Linked DNA regions of Pan troglodytes: region 1 is linked to region 2. The links are chromatin contacts, called in public HiChIP or PLAC-seq maps. All regions are on one chromosome and are shown on one strand. Each heading gives the region's core, a stretch centred on a gene start, on an enhancer-like site or on the middle of the called end of the contact. The rest is flanking DNA. Distances are from core to core; before and after follow the strand shown. Region 1 holds the start of HMGCS1 (3-hydroxy-3-methylglutaryl-CoA synthase 1). Region 2 holds the start of CCL28 (C-C motif chemokine ligand 28).

Region 1 (6,470 bases), core at 874-3,373, 90 kb after region 2:
ACTTACTAAAACCTCCCTTAACTATCCTCCACCTCATCCAGAAAAGCTTCTTCTTTTGGAAAATCAAGCAGAACAACTAAATCAAGACATGCTAAATAAGTTTGAAGAGAAAGCTGTAAGAAAAATGCAAGAGGAGGAAGTTGTTAAATATGAATTCTAAATTTCTCTTCAAAGAATTAATATGTCAGTATGTTCCATTCTTTGCCTTCTACTTTTAAACGTAGCTTCCTAGTAAAGCAACATTTTCTGATTACCTACTCCAACCTGACTCATTCTCCACCTTGACTCATTCTGATTACGTACTCCATCTTGACTCATTCCAATTCATTCTTCACCCTGACTCATTTCATAACCATTTTTCCGCCATCACTGTCTTTAAATTAGTCCATCGGAATTAGTTTAGCCTTTGCAGTCTAACCCTAGCCAATAAGGCAACGACAGAGCAGTGGGGACCACGTGCGTCAGGAATAAGAACCCCTTTCCCTCCCTCGTCCAAGTGTGCACTCACCATTGCTCCATCTGTAAGGGTGCATCCTTCTATAGAAGTACCTTGCCTTGCTGAGAATTAAAAAGAAAATTTTATATTCGACTGCTATTTCTTTTGCGGCATGGAAACTTTATTTATAACAAGATCTTCTGTATCTAATTACTAACTCTTTTTGTTCTCCATTGTTTGGCTTCCCAGTAATCAATAATCATGCTCACTTTGCTTAATTGAAGATTAACATGATCAAAAAGACGGTCTGTTCCTTGTAGAAATTTCCGGTTGTGTAAGATGGTCATTCTCATGACCGTCTGGCTAATCATTTCCCATTGTGTACTCCTGGAGTTGGAATTATTTGCGATTCCTAACGACAAAACTGTATCTTCTTTCTTGTGTTTGTCCTTACTGCCTTTCAGCATATTCCAATATGCCAAGAATTTTAATCTCCTACCTCACCCCAAATTGCTGTTGATCATAATCAGGCAATGTCTCTCTCTCTCTGTTTACTATCTAGTTACTTTACATACATATGAAATGAGTCATGGGCAATACTGTGGAATGGAAATCATTACTGAGTGGTCCTCTTCCCCCAAGTCATTTATGCCACCACTTCATAGTGGTTCCATTTCCAATATATTTTGCCACTTTGCTGCTGAGAATGTGTCTTACTAGGTTAGCATCTATAGTGGTTAAAAAAACTCCCATAACAATAATTGTGTGAATCACAGAATTACCAATGACCCCTTATCAATAGCATTCCTGTTAATTAAATTGAGATGGGGAGAGATACAAACAACTCCGAACCTCACTCATAGTCCCCCACCAAAGCTAAGTATTATGGCTTCTCTCTCTGACTAGATAGAGGCAGAGTTTATTGCAAAGCCACAAGTGTCCTCCTTTGGATTCCCCCAAATAGTGTTTCAGTGAATTCCTCTAGCTTGAATTGCTCCTATTTGCTGGGGGAGTTAGGCAGTCCATATCCGATGGATTTACTATGCCGACAATTACGTGGCCTTTCCACAGCCTTTTATTTGGCAGGTACCACATATGAAGCTTAGAAGATACAGTGGGCAACAGGCCAAATGGAGTCCCTTTCCTCAGAGTGCATGGCCTGGCAAAAATCCTTGAATTCAGTATCAACTTCCCTTCAAAGGCAAGGCTCTGCACCCTCCCCACGGATGCCTAATCCTGAAACCATTTTGTTTTAGGTTTAATTAGAAAGCTTTGTCTCAAGAGCACTTTTGTTTGTTCTGTTTTTTTTAAGTCAAGGTAGTTTTGAATGAAGGAGACAATATTTGAGTATTTACAAATCGGGTATTTAGAATATTTACACATATACAAGTTCTGGGTGAAGTATTCTGCTCCAATTTGCAATCTAGGCACACTTTGCTAGAAAACGTTAAGACTGAATTCAAATCAAGTACAGTATTTCAGAAATCTTTCAGGTGAAGCCTAGTTCTGGTTGCTAGGCAACCTGACAGACTCCCAAGCTGGGACCACCTCGCCTCCCACATTTGACCATCTCTCCAGCGGTGGGACGCGGAGTACCCATTGGCCCGCATCTCCTCTCACTTAGTCCCAATTGGTCGGAGAACCTCTCACTCCGCTCCCGTTGGCTCTCGCCGTATCTCGCAGCTCCGTCATTGGCAACTGGGCTCTCGTGCCACCGCACGTCAGTCTCTCACACCACTTCCTCGGCCCTGAGACTTTGTCCCCGCCCCTTCTCCCCGCCCTTCCAGCCACGAGGGAAAATCCTAGCGAGTCATGGCCTCTAGTTTCCTTTTGATTGGTAGAAGCCGGACTGGGGGGCGGGCGCTGCCGGGCAACTCTACCGGCCGCGATTGGCTGCTGGAGCCACCGTCCCGCCTCCCAGCGACTCTCGGCGGTGCCGGAGTCGGGTGGGTTGGCGGCTATAAAGCTGGTGGCGAAGGGGAGGCGCCGCGGACTGTCCTTTCGTGGCTCACTCCCTTTCCTCTGCTGCCGCTCGGTCACGCTTGGTGAGTGTCCCGCGCTGGGGAGTAGAGCTGGGCTGCGGAGGTGCCGCGAGCGGGGTGTGGGCCAGACAGAGGCGGTGTCCTTGACTAGGCCCGAAGGAGCTGGGGCTCTGGGTCAGGACGTAGGCGTGGACTTTGCCCGGGAGGATGGGGCACCGTGAGCGGGGCCGGGCGGGGGTTCCCTCGTGAGGGACCTGAGGCCGACCGTAGCGGATCTGAGAAGATCCGAGAACACAGGCGAGTCGCGGAGGGGAGAACGCGAGAGGGCGTTGAGGTCTAGGTGTTCTAACGACATAGGAGTTGGAGGTGCCAGAGAGGCAGCTGTGACCGCCTAGAGGTGAGTGGGGGGTGTCAGGAGGGGGAGAAAAGACAGTTGGGCTACCAAGGCGTTTCCAGAGCGTTGGTTAAGGGTGGACGCCAAAGGATGGGTAAGATCCTCTTTAGACGGAGGCTGGTAGGTTCGCAGGGGGTGTGTCCTGCTGCCACATATAGAGTTGATGGAAAGAAGGGAAGTGGGTAGCATTACTTTTCTTCCTCAGCTCAGGTGCAAGAAAGCGTTCACAACCGTGATTTAGACCTGGCTAAGTACTGGGGCTCAGTCTGTACTTGCTTCAAATCTCATAGATCACTGCCTCCCGCCTTCCTGCCTCCATATTTTTTTTTTTTTTTTTGTCTACGTTTTAAAGAATAGGCTTCCTTGGTGTTCTGAAATCCCACATCTCTCTCCTGCTAATACCTTCGGGACCAGCTTTAGGTGATACAGTGTAATGGGCAGGCACTCACAGAGTCCTCCCACAAATAGGTTTTGGATTAAGCTAAGGATATTTCAAAGCAAGTATATGGAGTCTTTGAAAACCCACGTCTGGCCTTGACCAGTGGTAGAGAAACGATTATTCTGATCCACTCTGGAGGAGGGATTTGGGGAACAAATAATGTGAGGTTGTGCCTGTTTGTCATGCTTGTCCCTGTGGCCTTAGCCTTAAGGCATCAGTAGCTGCTTTCACTGCTCACCTCTGCTGCAGCTCCCCACCTTCCCGAGGATGCTCTTGCCACCTGCTGCAGTAGGATGATGTGTTCTGGCTGCTGCTAACTAACATTTGCTCTGTTTTGAGGCATGAATATGAAAAACAATGACAAGATAAACAACAAAATTAAGACAAATGGAAGTGCTCCTAGAGTTAACATTTTTCCTTCTGAGATGTGTTTTGGACTTTATTGCACAGATACTATTAGATGAGAGGCAGTTGAAAGTCATTAACATTATCCGTGTCAGTAGTTCTTTGCACTTGAGACACCTAAGCAGCTTGTGTTCCTTAAACTTTATTTTAAAATTGCAATTATTTTTGTGTGAAGAAGGGGGCAGGGATAGCATACCTTATGGGAAGAGAGAAAGGCTTTCTTTGTGTCTACTTTTGTAGATATTTCTCACCTAAGTTTGTAAGTTTGCCCTTTATTCGGTTTTACTTTAGTTCAGCTCAATTCTGGTATAATCATCAGTAACCCCAGCACTCAGAAGGTCTGACTTACGCTGTGGGGAGGGAGTGTAAAAGGATATTTTATGTTTGGAGCCGTAGGCCACGTCATTTGGGCCTTGTTTTAATTTTGTTTTTCATCTTAAATATCCCTCCAGATTGCTTTTACATCTTGTTTCTTTTAACTGTGGATTGATTTTGAGATTTTGACTTAGATTTTAGATAGCTTTTCTCAGAAGAAATAAATGCAAAAACCCGATATTGTTGTAACATCAGTTTCCTGTGTCCTCTAGAATCATTTAAAACCTGGTTGGATCTTCCATAATCCAGTGGAATTGGATATGAGATGTAGCTGGAGAAGTTGGTTTTGCTACGTATCAGACTCTCCAATTAGTTTCATTTAGAAAGGAATATAGCCTTATAATTTTATGCTGGGTTACCGTGGAACCAAATATCATAGAAGGATGTGTGATATTTTTATGTTTTTCAAGAAGGTAGTATAGATTTAAAAGGTGGGATACATATTACCTGTCCTAATGATAGGACTAGATTTTTTTTTTTTTTTTTTTTTTTTTTTGAGACAGAATCTCACTCTGTCGCCCAAGCTGGAGTGCCGCAGCGTGATCTCGGCTCACTGCAACTTACGCCTCCCAGGTTCAAGTGATTCTCCTGCCTCAGCCTCCCGAGTAGCTGGGACTACCGGCATGTGCCACCACACCCAGCTAATTTTTTTTGTATTTTTAGAAGAGATGGGGTGTCACCATGTTGGTCAGACTGGTCTTGAACTCCTGACCTCAAATGATCCATCCGCCTTGGCCTCCCAAAGTGCTGAGATTACAGGCGTGAGCCACCATGCCTGGCTAGAACTAGATTCTTAATGTCTTCATCCTAATGCATGGCGTGTGTTGATGTTCACTTAATGTCTGTCAACTGAGTGTAGTTACACCAGTAGCGGAGAGGCTAATCTTTGAAAGCTTGAAGTGTTGTCTTCATCTTTGCAGGGTTTTTAGTTGTGGGTGCATATGGGAATGATTGTAAGACCAACAAATGTTTTCTGATTCCATATGGGCTTCTTACATTTTTCACCTTGGGATCTGGGAACAATTGAAACCTACCATATGCCTTGAACAGTAGCAGTAAAGAGCCAATTTCTTTAAACTAGACATTGTGGTGCTGCAGCTCATCTCAAAAGTGATAGCAGGCTACTCTGGACACACTACATATAGAGTAGCCCTGCTCTGCAAGGAGCAGTAATAAATTTTAAAAAAAATTAAAAAGTGATAGCAGAAAGCACTTACTACTGAGGGCTGCTACAAGTATTAAATCTAAAAGATTTGTCCTCTAGTAGTTATAACTCCAAATTCAGCCACTGAAAAATGTGACATTTGAGTACCCTTTACTTCAAGGTCTCAAAGGGATTTCAAAAAATCAAAATATATAGCCCCTCTCCCAAAAGAAGTGTAGGAATCCTGTATGGATAAGAAGACTGCCCATAACTAGTTTTCCATAGAGAGTAGGCTATGTAGACTCGGGTATGAATGACCTACCTCTGTAGAAGTGCAGGTCCCTGATTAGAAAACTTATTTTCTGTGTGATTTATCGAGGAAAGCTTCCAGGAAGAGGTGACTTAGAACAGGGCCTTGAAGATGAGTAGAATCTCTGATAGGCAGACCAGTAACTCTGGGAGGAGGCAGGGATGTCCATGCTTTTTACTTGGAGAACTATACCAGAGTGTACAGGTTTGAGCAAGTCTTTCTTAACATTAGTTTTTACTTGCTTGCTCCTAAGGAGGAAAGGTTGCCAACTTGTTCTTAATTTCCTAGATGTATCTCCTGTAACAATGAGAAAGATCAATAGGTAACTGTTTATATTTTATAGTTTACATACCAAAATGTGTAGGCAATGAACTTCTCCAACCACTTCTTTGAATCAAGGCTAAGGAGGGAGCCAGAAGGAAGTATTCAGAACACTGAGTAAACTCCAGAAGAAACTACCATTGCATAAATCTGGTTGGCCCTAGGCAGTCTTATCATTCTTGTGTTTTAGTCTTTGCCAGACTCAAAGTGCCTATATTTCATCCCATGAGTCTGCAAACCTGCTTTGTGGTAACCTGCCTGGCTACTTGCCATTCATTAACTGCTTCTTGACCCATGTTGATTCCCTCTGTCACTTACTCTGAAAAGACCTGTTAGAAATAAGCTTGTGATCTGCTTGAGACTTTGGCAATACTGGTTTAGCCAGAATAGAGAAATCCTTAAGTGGCACAGAAATCCTTTCTGAATCTTCTATTTGTTTCTTCTTTGTTCTCTGTGTCTCTCCCACCTAACATCCCTTTCCAATTTAAGTAATCAAAATAGAAAGAGGGGCCCAGGCAAGGTGGCCCACGCCTATAATCCCAGCACTTTGGGAGGCCAAAGTGGGTGGATTGGTTTAGCCCAGGAGTTGGAGAACAGCCTGGGAAAGATGGCAAAACCCCATCTCTACAAAAAATACAAAAATCAGCTGTGTATTGTGGCATGC
Region 2 (7,141 bases), core at 827-3,326:
AGAGTGGTAACAAGGATGAAGAGGAGACAGATCTGAAAAGTGTTAAGGAAAATACAATCTACAGGAGTTTGACTGGCCATGGGAGTGCAGAAGATGGAATTACACTTGGATAACAGTACAAAGTGATTAAACGAGATGAGAAAATGAAAACAGTAGATTTAAAGTGGCAGGAGATGATGTCTTCAGTTGCGGCTCTGTTGAGTTTGGGGTGCCTGTGGGATATCCAAGTGCATGTTCAATGGCAGGTGGATACACATCAGAATATTTGGGTAGAGCTAAAAAAACACATTTTGAAGTTACTGACATAGTAAAAATTTTAAACATGAGATGTGGAAAGAAAAGAGCAGTAGGTTAGGGATGGCACTTTGAGAATGCTAACTATTGAGGAGAGGGCAAAGGAGGACACATTCAAGAGGTAGAGAAAGTAATTTCTCTTCTTTTTTTTTGAGATGGAGTCCCTGTCTGTCGCCCAGGCTGGAGTGCAGTGGCACAATCTCGGCTCACTGCAACCTCCACCTCCCGGGTTCAAGCAATTCTCTGTCTCAGCCTCCTGAGTAACTGGGATTACTGGCGTCTGCCACCATGCCCGGCTAATTTTTTTGTATTTTTAGTAGAGATGGGGTTTCACCATCTTGGCCAGGCTGGTCTTGAACTTCTGACCTCGTGATCCTCCTGCCTCGGCCTCCCAAAGTGCTGGGATTACAGGCATGAGCCACTGTGCCCAGCTGTAATTTCTCATTATTCAGAAAATTAGAAGAGACTAGTAACTAGGAATATGGAAATTTTCAAGGAAGGAATGGGTAAGTGTTAAATACAGCAGAGAGGTCCAATGAGACAATGTTAGAAAAATGTCTGCTCTGCCTGGGCACAAAGTAAGCTCCCATCTCTACAAAAAAAATAAAGAAATTAGGTAGGCATGGTGGTGTGCACCGGTGGTCCCAGCAACACGGGAGGCTGAGGCAAGAGGATCACTTGACGCCAGGAGGTGAAGGCTGCAGTTAGCTGTGTTTGTACTACTGCACTCCAGCACTCCAGCTTGGGTGACAGAGCAAGATCCTATCTAAAGGAAAAAAAGAAAAAAAAGTCTGCTAATTGCTAATTGTAGGCGCCCTGAGGGCAGGTACTATGACTTATTAATTCTTATATACTCGGTGTCTGTTACAAAGACTGATACAATGCAGGCAGCACCCTATAAATGCTTCTAGAATTTTACTGATGTGACAATCACTTTAATTAGTAAAATAACACACTTCTACGATTCAAAAAGAAACATATCGGTACTAGATATTGTAGACATTTTTCCCAAGGAAGCTTTTTCTTGACCCAACTCAGCCTAAATTTTTAGTAGAAAAATATTAATAAAGGAAACACAGAAAATACCTTTCCAACAGAAAGAATAAAAAGCAAAGAAAAAAGATTTAAAAACGCAAAAAAAGAGAGAGAATAAATGAATACAAACCAAAAGATTAGCGTAGCAATGTCAATAACAGAAAAATATGATTTAAGCAAAAAGTTATAGTAGAAATAGAGGAATCTTAACCGAAAGATAAAAAAGTTCACTTCACAGAAAAGCTATCTCTAGGGCCCAGACTCCTGTGAGGCAAGAGAGATGATCGAGGCGTGAAAATGCAGTCAGATTTTGTTTTTATTTAAAATTGCAGCATTTTACTAATCATAGACTTTTTTGCATTAATTTTTATTTTTTAAAATATTGCATCCAAATATTGCTTATTTTCATTACGGAGTTCTTTTGGCGGTCCCTTAAATTCTGCACCTGAGGCTCGTGCCTCATTTTAATTCTGGCTGTGGACCAGGAGGGTACTTGGGCATCTGAAAACATAACCCCAAGTGTTGTATCACATAAGTAGACAGAAATGCAAGAAAAAAAAAACTGGCATAATCCCAATAACAGTGGGAGATTTTAACATACCCGCATCAAAAGCTGGCCGATCAATTAAAAAAAAAAAAAAACTAGTAAGGGTTAGGGAATGCGTGCACCATACAACTAGTTTTCTCCTGCAGCTCTGTGAAGGGCAGCCCGCAGTAGGCTAGGCCTGGTCCTGGGCGCCCCAGCCGGCTCCCCCGGGTCCAGGCGTGCGCCTGCGGGCGACGTGCGCGTCTGGGCATCCGGCCGTCACGCGCTGCCTGGGACTCCACCCTACCTACCCTTCGCGTAGTACTTGTTATACTTTGGCAGCTTCTTCACGTCGGTCCTCTCCGCGCGCGGGTAGGAACCGTCCACGGCCTTAAAGAAGCCTCCTCACCAGGTCAGTGGCGCCAAGCAGGTTGCGTAGGCGCAGAGGCGGGAAGGGCGGCTGGACGTCGCCCAGGTAAACGACGTCCCGCGCCACCCCTTTCTTGTTGCTGTCGCTCTGCACTTCCCGCGCTCTTCCTTGCTCTCTGCTTCGGCTACCGCCCGCTGTTTTCCACTTCAGTCTCTCCTGGTCCACGGCAGCCACGACTACAGATACCAGTAGCGCGACAGCCTCAAAGCGCCATAACGTCGTGCTTTTCTTTTTTCGTTCTTTCTTTCTTTCTTTCTTTTTTTCTCGTGCTTTGTGTCCTCTGATTTTCCTTTTCCGGGTTTTTAGTTGAACACACGTTTTTTTCGTGTATGTGTTTTAAATAAATGCATTTAGGGCTAAATTTAACTGTACCCCACCCATTATAATAAATAGTACTTTTACGATTTTCCAGAATAAGATTTTGTGGTTTCCTCTTTAACCCATGAGTTGAATGCTTTGTTTCTAAGCTTAGAGCCAAACATTTATTTATTATTAGAGACAAGGTCTCTGTCGCCCAGGCTGCAAGGCAATTGTCAGAGGCGAGTGAACCAGAGCAACTCCCATCTTAAAATAGGAGCTAGGTAAAATGAGGCTGAAACCTACTAAGCTGCATTCCCATCTAAGTCACAGGATGACATAGGTCAGCACAAAATACAGGTCATAAAAGACCTTGCTAATAAAACAGGTTGCAGTGAAGAAGCCGGCTAAATCCTACCAAAACCAAAATGGCCACAAGGGTAACCTCTGGTCGCCCTCACTACTACACTCCCATCAGCGCCATGACAGTTTACAAATGCCATGGCAACGTCAGAAAGTTACCCGATTTGGTCTCAAAAGGAGAGGCATGGGCTGGGCGCAGTGGTTCACGCCTGTAATCCCAGCACTTTGGGAGGCAGAGGCGGGCGGATCACGAGGTCAGGAGATCGAGACCATCCTGGCTAACACGGTGAAACCCCGTCTCTACTAAAAATACAAAAATTAGCCGGGCGTGGTGGCGGGCGTCTGTATTCCCAGCTACTCGGGAGGCTGAGGCAGGAGAATGGCGTGAACCCGGGAGGCGGAGCTTGCAGTGAGCAGAGATCTCGCCACTGCACTCCAGTCTGGGCAACAGAGCGATACAGAGCGATACTCCGTCTCAAAAAAAAAAAAGGGCGGGGGGTAAGGCATGAATAGTCCACTCCTTGTTTAGCATATCATCAAGAAATAACCATAAAAATGGGCAACCAGCCACCCTCAGGGCTGCTCTATGAAGTAGCCATTCTTTTATTCCTTTGCTTTCTTAATAAACTTGCTTTCACTTTGCACTGCGGACTGGCCCTAAATACTTTCTTGCACGAGATCCAAGAACCCTTTCTTGGCGTCTGGATGGGGACCCCTTTCCTGTAACGCAATGGCAGGATCAAAGCCTCCAACTCCTGGGTTCAAGTGATCCCCCTGCCTTAGCCTCCCAAGTAGGTGGGCCACAACGCCTGGCTAATCTTTTAAATTTTTTGTAGAGACAGGGTCTCACTATGTTGCCCAGGCTGGTCCTGAACTCCTGGCCTCAAGCAATCCTCCCACCTCAGTCTCCCAAAGTACTGGGATTATAGGTATGAGCCACCACACCTGGCTCAAACTTTTAAACTATTACTTTGCACAGGAACCTTCACTTCAAACACTAAGAATTTAAAAAAGGAGTCATGACTGCAAATACAGTGAGATAAAGCTATGACACTTTGTGAGAATAAAGTAGAAATTGTGGATAAAATGAACAATTTCTTGGAAAAATAATAAATATATATGTAAATATATATATATTATATATACAAGTAAGCCAATAACAAATCCAACTTAAACATCTTTCCTCAGACACCAGGCCTAGATAGTTTTTTAAGCTTTACCAAAAATTGGAGGAACAGAAAATCTTTATCTTATACAAACTCTTTCAAAGGATGGAAGAACAGAGAAAAACTCCCTAATGCATTGTTGAGATTAACATACCCTTAATACCCAAAACATGGAAGGATGGTAACAGGGTATAAAAGTATAGATTAATTTATGAACAGAGGTGCAAAAATCTTAATAAATAGCAAATCTTATACAAGATATAAAAATTAATATATTATGAATAAGTATGGTTTATCCCAGGAGGGCAAGGAAGAAAATAGATTAATCCACCGCAGCAATTTAAAACTTTCAATGGGCTAGGTACTGTTCTAGGCATTTAGCAAAGTAACAGATTTTAAAAGAGAAAAATCCTTTATTTCCTACACAGGAATTGAGAAGAAAGAGATGAAAATGACGATTTACCTATAAAACTGGAGTATCTACTCCAAACTATTACAAATAAAAAAATTCAGCAAGGTTGCTGGATACAAGAGCAACATTAAATAATCAATAGAGTTCCTATACATAAAAATTAACTAATTAGAAAAAAGTATTTTTAAAGAGTTCATTCACAATACAACAAAATATATAAGGTACCTAAATATAGATCTAAGATATACGACATTATCTTATCATTTTCTTCATAAAGATCTTGGAGGACCAAGAAAATCTGAATAGAGAGAGAGATAATTCCATATTTATGAATGGGAAGACAATATATTTCAGATCTTAGTTGTAAAATTAGTGCAATTCCAACCACAATTCCTGAAATTCTTAAAGAACTAAGCAAACTGATTCTAAAATTTATCTAAAAGGTAAAGGATCAAGAACAGCCAAGACAATTTTGAAGAATAAATTGAGTGGGAAGACTTATTGTATCAAGTTTTGAGATTTATTAAAAAGTGTCTTAGTTGAGACATGTGGAATTGATGCAGAGGTCAATAAGTAGAGCATGAGACAGAAGAAAAAGCCCAGAAGCAGACCTATGTGTATGTGTAAACTTGAAGATTTAAGGAGTGTCTGCATATCAGTGAGATGGGGTGGTTCTGTTATGGAAAGAGAACAATCCTGCCAATGAAAGATTCCTCTGTACCAATACAGAAGAGAAAAAAAAGTATTACTGAGTAAGCATTAACACATTTACAAGCATGTACGGCAGCACAAAAGTGACTATGAAATTGGAACAGAATTTTATATAGCATAGCAGAAGAAACAATAACTTCTCACCTCCTCAAAAGATAAAAGGGTCACACCTTGTGACAGTTTCTACACGTCTTGTGAGAGACCCTGAGCTAAATCCAGAGGTGTTTTTAAAAATACATCTGGAGGTTATTTGGCCCTTGGCCTTGGATATATATAGCTATTATTACAAAAACTGAAGAGTGGGCTTAATCCTTGTAGAGATTTATCTCAATCCAAAAGTAAAGATTAAGATACACTATGTCTTTAAAGAACCTCATCTTAAGAATGGAGGAAAGGAGGCCGGGCGCGGTGGCTCACGCCTGTAATCCCAGCACTTTGGGAGGCTGAGGTGGGTGGATCATTTGAGGTCAGAAGTTCAAGACCAACCTGGCCAACATGGTGAAACCTCACCTCTACTAAAAATACAAAAATTAGCTGGGCATTGTGGCTGGCACCTGTGGTCCCAGCTACTTGGGAGGCTGAGGCAGGAGAATGGCTTGAACCCAGGAGGTGGAGGTTGCAGTGAGCCGAGATTGTGCCACTGCACTCCAGCCTGGGCAACAGAGTGATACTCTGCCTCAGAAAAAAAGAAAAAAAAAAAAAAAAAAAAAAAAACGGAAGAAAGGGATGGGTGTGGTGGTGGCTCATGCCTGTAATCCCAACATTTGGGGAGGCCAAGGTGGGCGGATCCCTTGAGTCCAGGACTTGGAGACCAGCCTGGGCAACATGGCAGGACCCCCGTCTTTTGAAAAGACTTTTTAAGTAAAAAATACATACATTTTAAAAAGTATGGAATAAAGGGGGAAGTGGTTTCTTTGCCCTTTGTAAATGGAGAAAAAAAATTCATTTACCACTGTAGTTCTGAGACAATAGGTATTCTCATGCAAAAACTTTTTTTCTGACTCACGATCTATAAAAAATAAATTACAGGGGTAAAAAAGCTTTGCTTTTTAAAACAAAATTATTATTATGTTATTTTTATGATATCTGACTATGGGAGGATTTGCTAAATAAGACATAAATGGCAAACTGTAAGGAAATACTTCAAAGTTAAAAGATACACTTACCAAGGGGGAGAAAATATTTTCTAATTACTGAGAAGAGATAAGTATCCCAAATATTTTATGAGTTCTTATAAATAATTTTTTAAAAATCAAGGTAAAAAAATAGCTGGCAAAAATAAGATTTGGCAATTCAAAGAGAAAATGTGAATGATTAATAACTTACCAATAGGGGAACACAAATGAAGCCACATTAAGGTACAATTTCCACCCCATCAGATTGGCAACATTTTAAAACGACATTATGAAAAGTTGTTGAGGATGCGCAGAAATGGAACTCTCATCAACTGCAGGTATGAGTGTAAATTGGTATAATCACTTTGTAGAGCAATTTGCTGGTATGAAATATAGTTAAAGATGCATATATCCTACAACCTAGCAATTCCATGTGTAAATCTGTTTTCCAAGAACAGTGGTTCTCCAAGTGTGTTCCAGGACTAGCAGTATCAACATCACCAGGGAAGTTATTTGATATGCAAATATTGGCCCAGCACGGTGGCTCACACCTGTAATCTCAGCACTTTGGAAGGGCGAGGCAGGCAGATCACTTGAGGTCAGGAGTTCAAGACCAGCCTGGTCAACATGGTGAAACCCCGTCTCTACTAAAAATACAAAAATTAACCAGGCGTGGTGGCACACACCTTTAATTCCAGCTACATGGGCAGCTGAGGCAGGAGAATCTCTTGAACCCCGGAGGCGGAGGTTGCAATGAGCCGAGATCGCGCCACTGCACTCAAGCCTTGGTGA

Evidence for each region. HiChIP or PLAC-seq counts read pairs in DNA pulled down with a chosen protein or histone mark.
Region 1: a contact with region 2 is called in an H3K4me3 HiChIP or PLAC-seq map of stem cell-derived excitatory neurons, with 2.2 times the contacts expected there. The contact joins the promoter of HMGCS1 here to the promoter of CCL28 in region 2. A contact is called at or near these places in 1 of 7 Hi-C or Micro-C datasets (stem cell-derived neural progenitor cells) and 1 of 1 datasets of contacts at active chromatin or transcription factors (stem cell-derived excitatory neurons).

What each region holds. Positions count from the first base shown.
Region 1 is chr4:69,481,427-69,487,896 of NHGRI_mPanTro3-v2.0_pri, forward strand. HMGCS1 (3-hydroxy-3-methylglutaryl-CoA synthase 1) reads left to right here and starts at 2,124. Exons shown (of 10, transcript XM_016953343.3): 1 at 2,124-2,481.
Region 2 is chr4:69,391,531-69,398,671 of NHGRI_mPanTro3-v2.0_pri, forward strand. CCL28 (C-C motif chemokine ligand 28) reads left to right here and starts at 2,077. Exons shown (of 3, transcript XM_009449212.4): 1 at 2,077-2,267.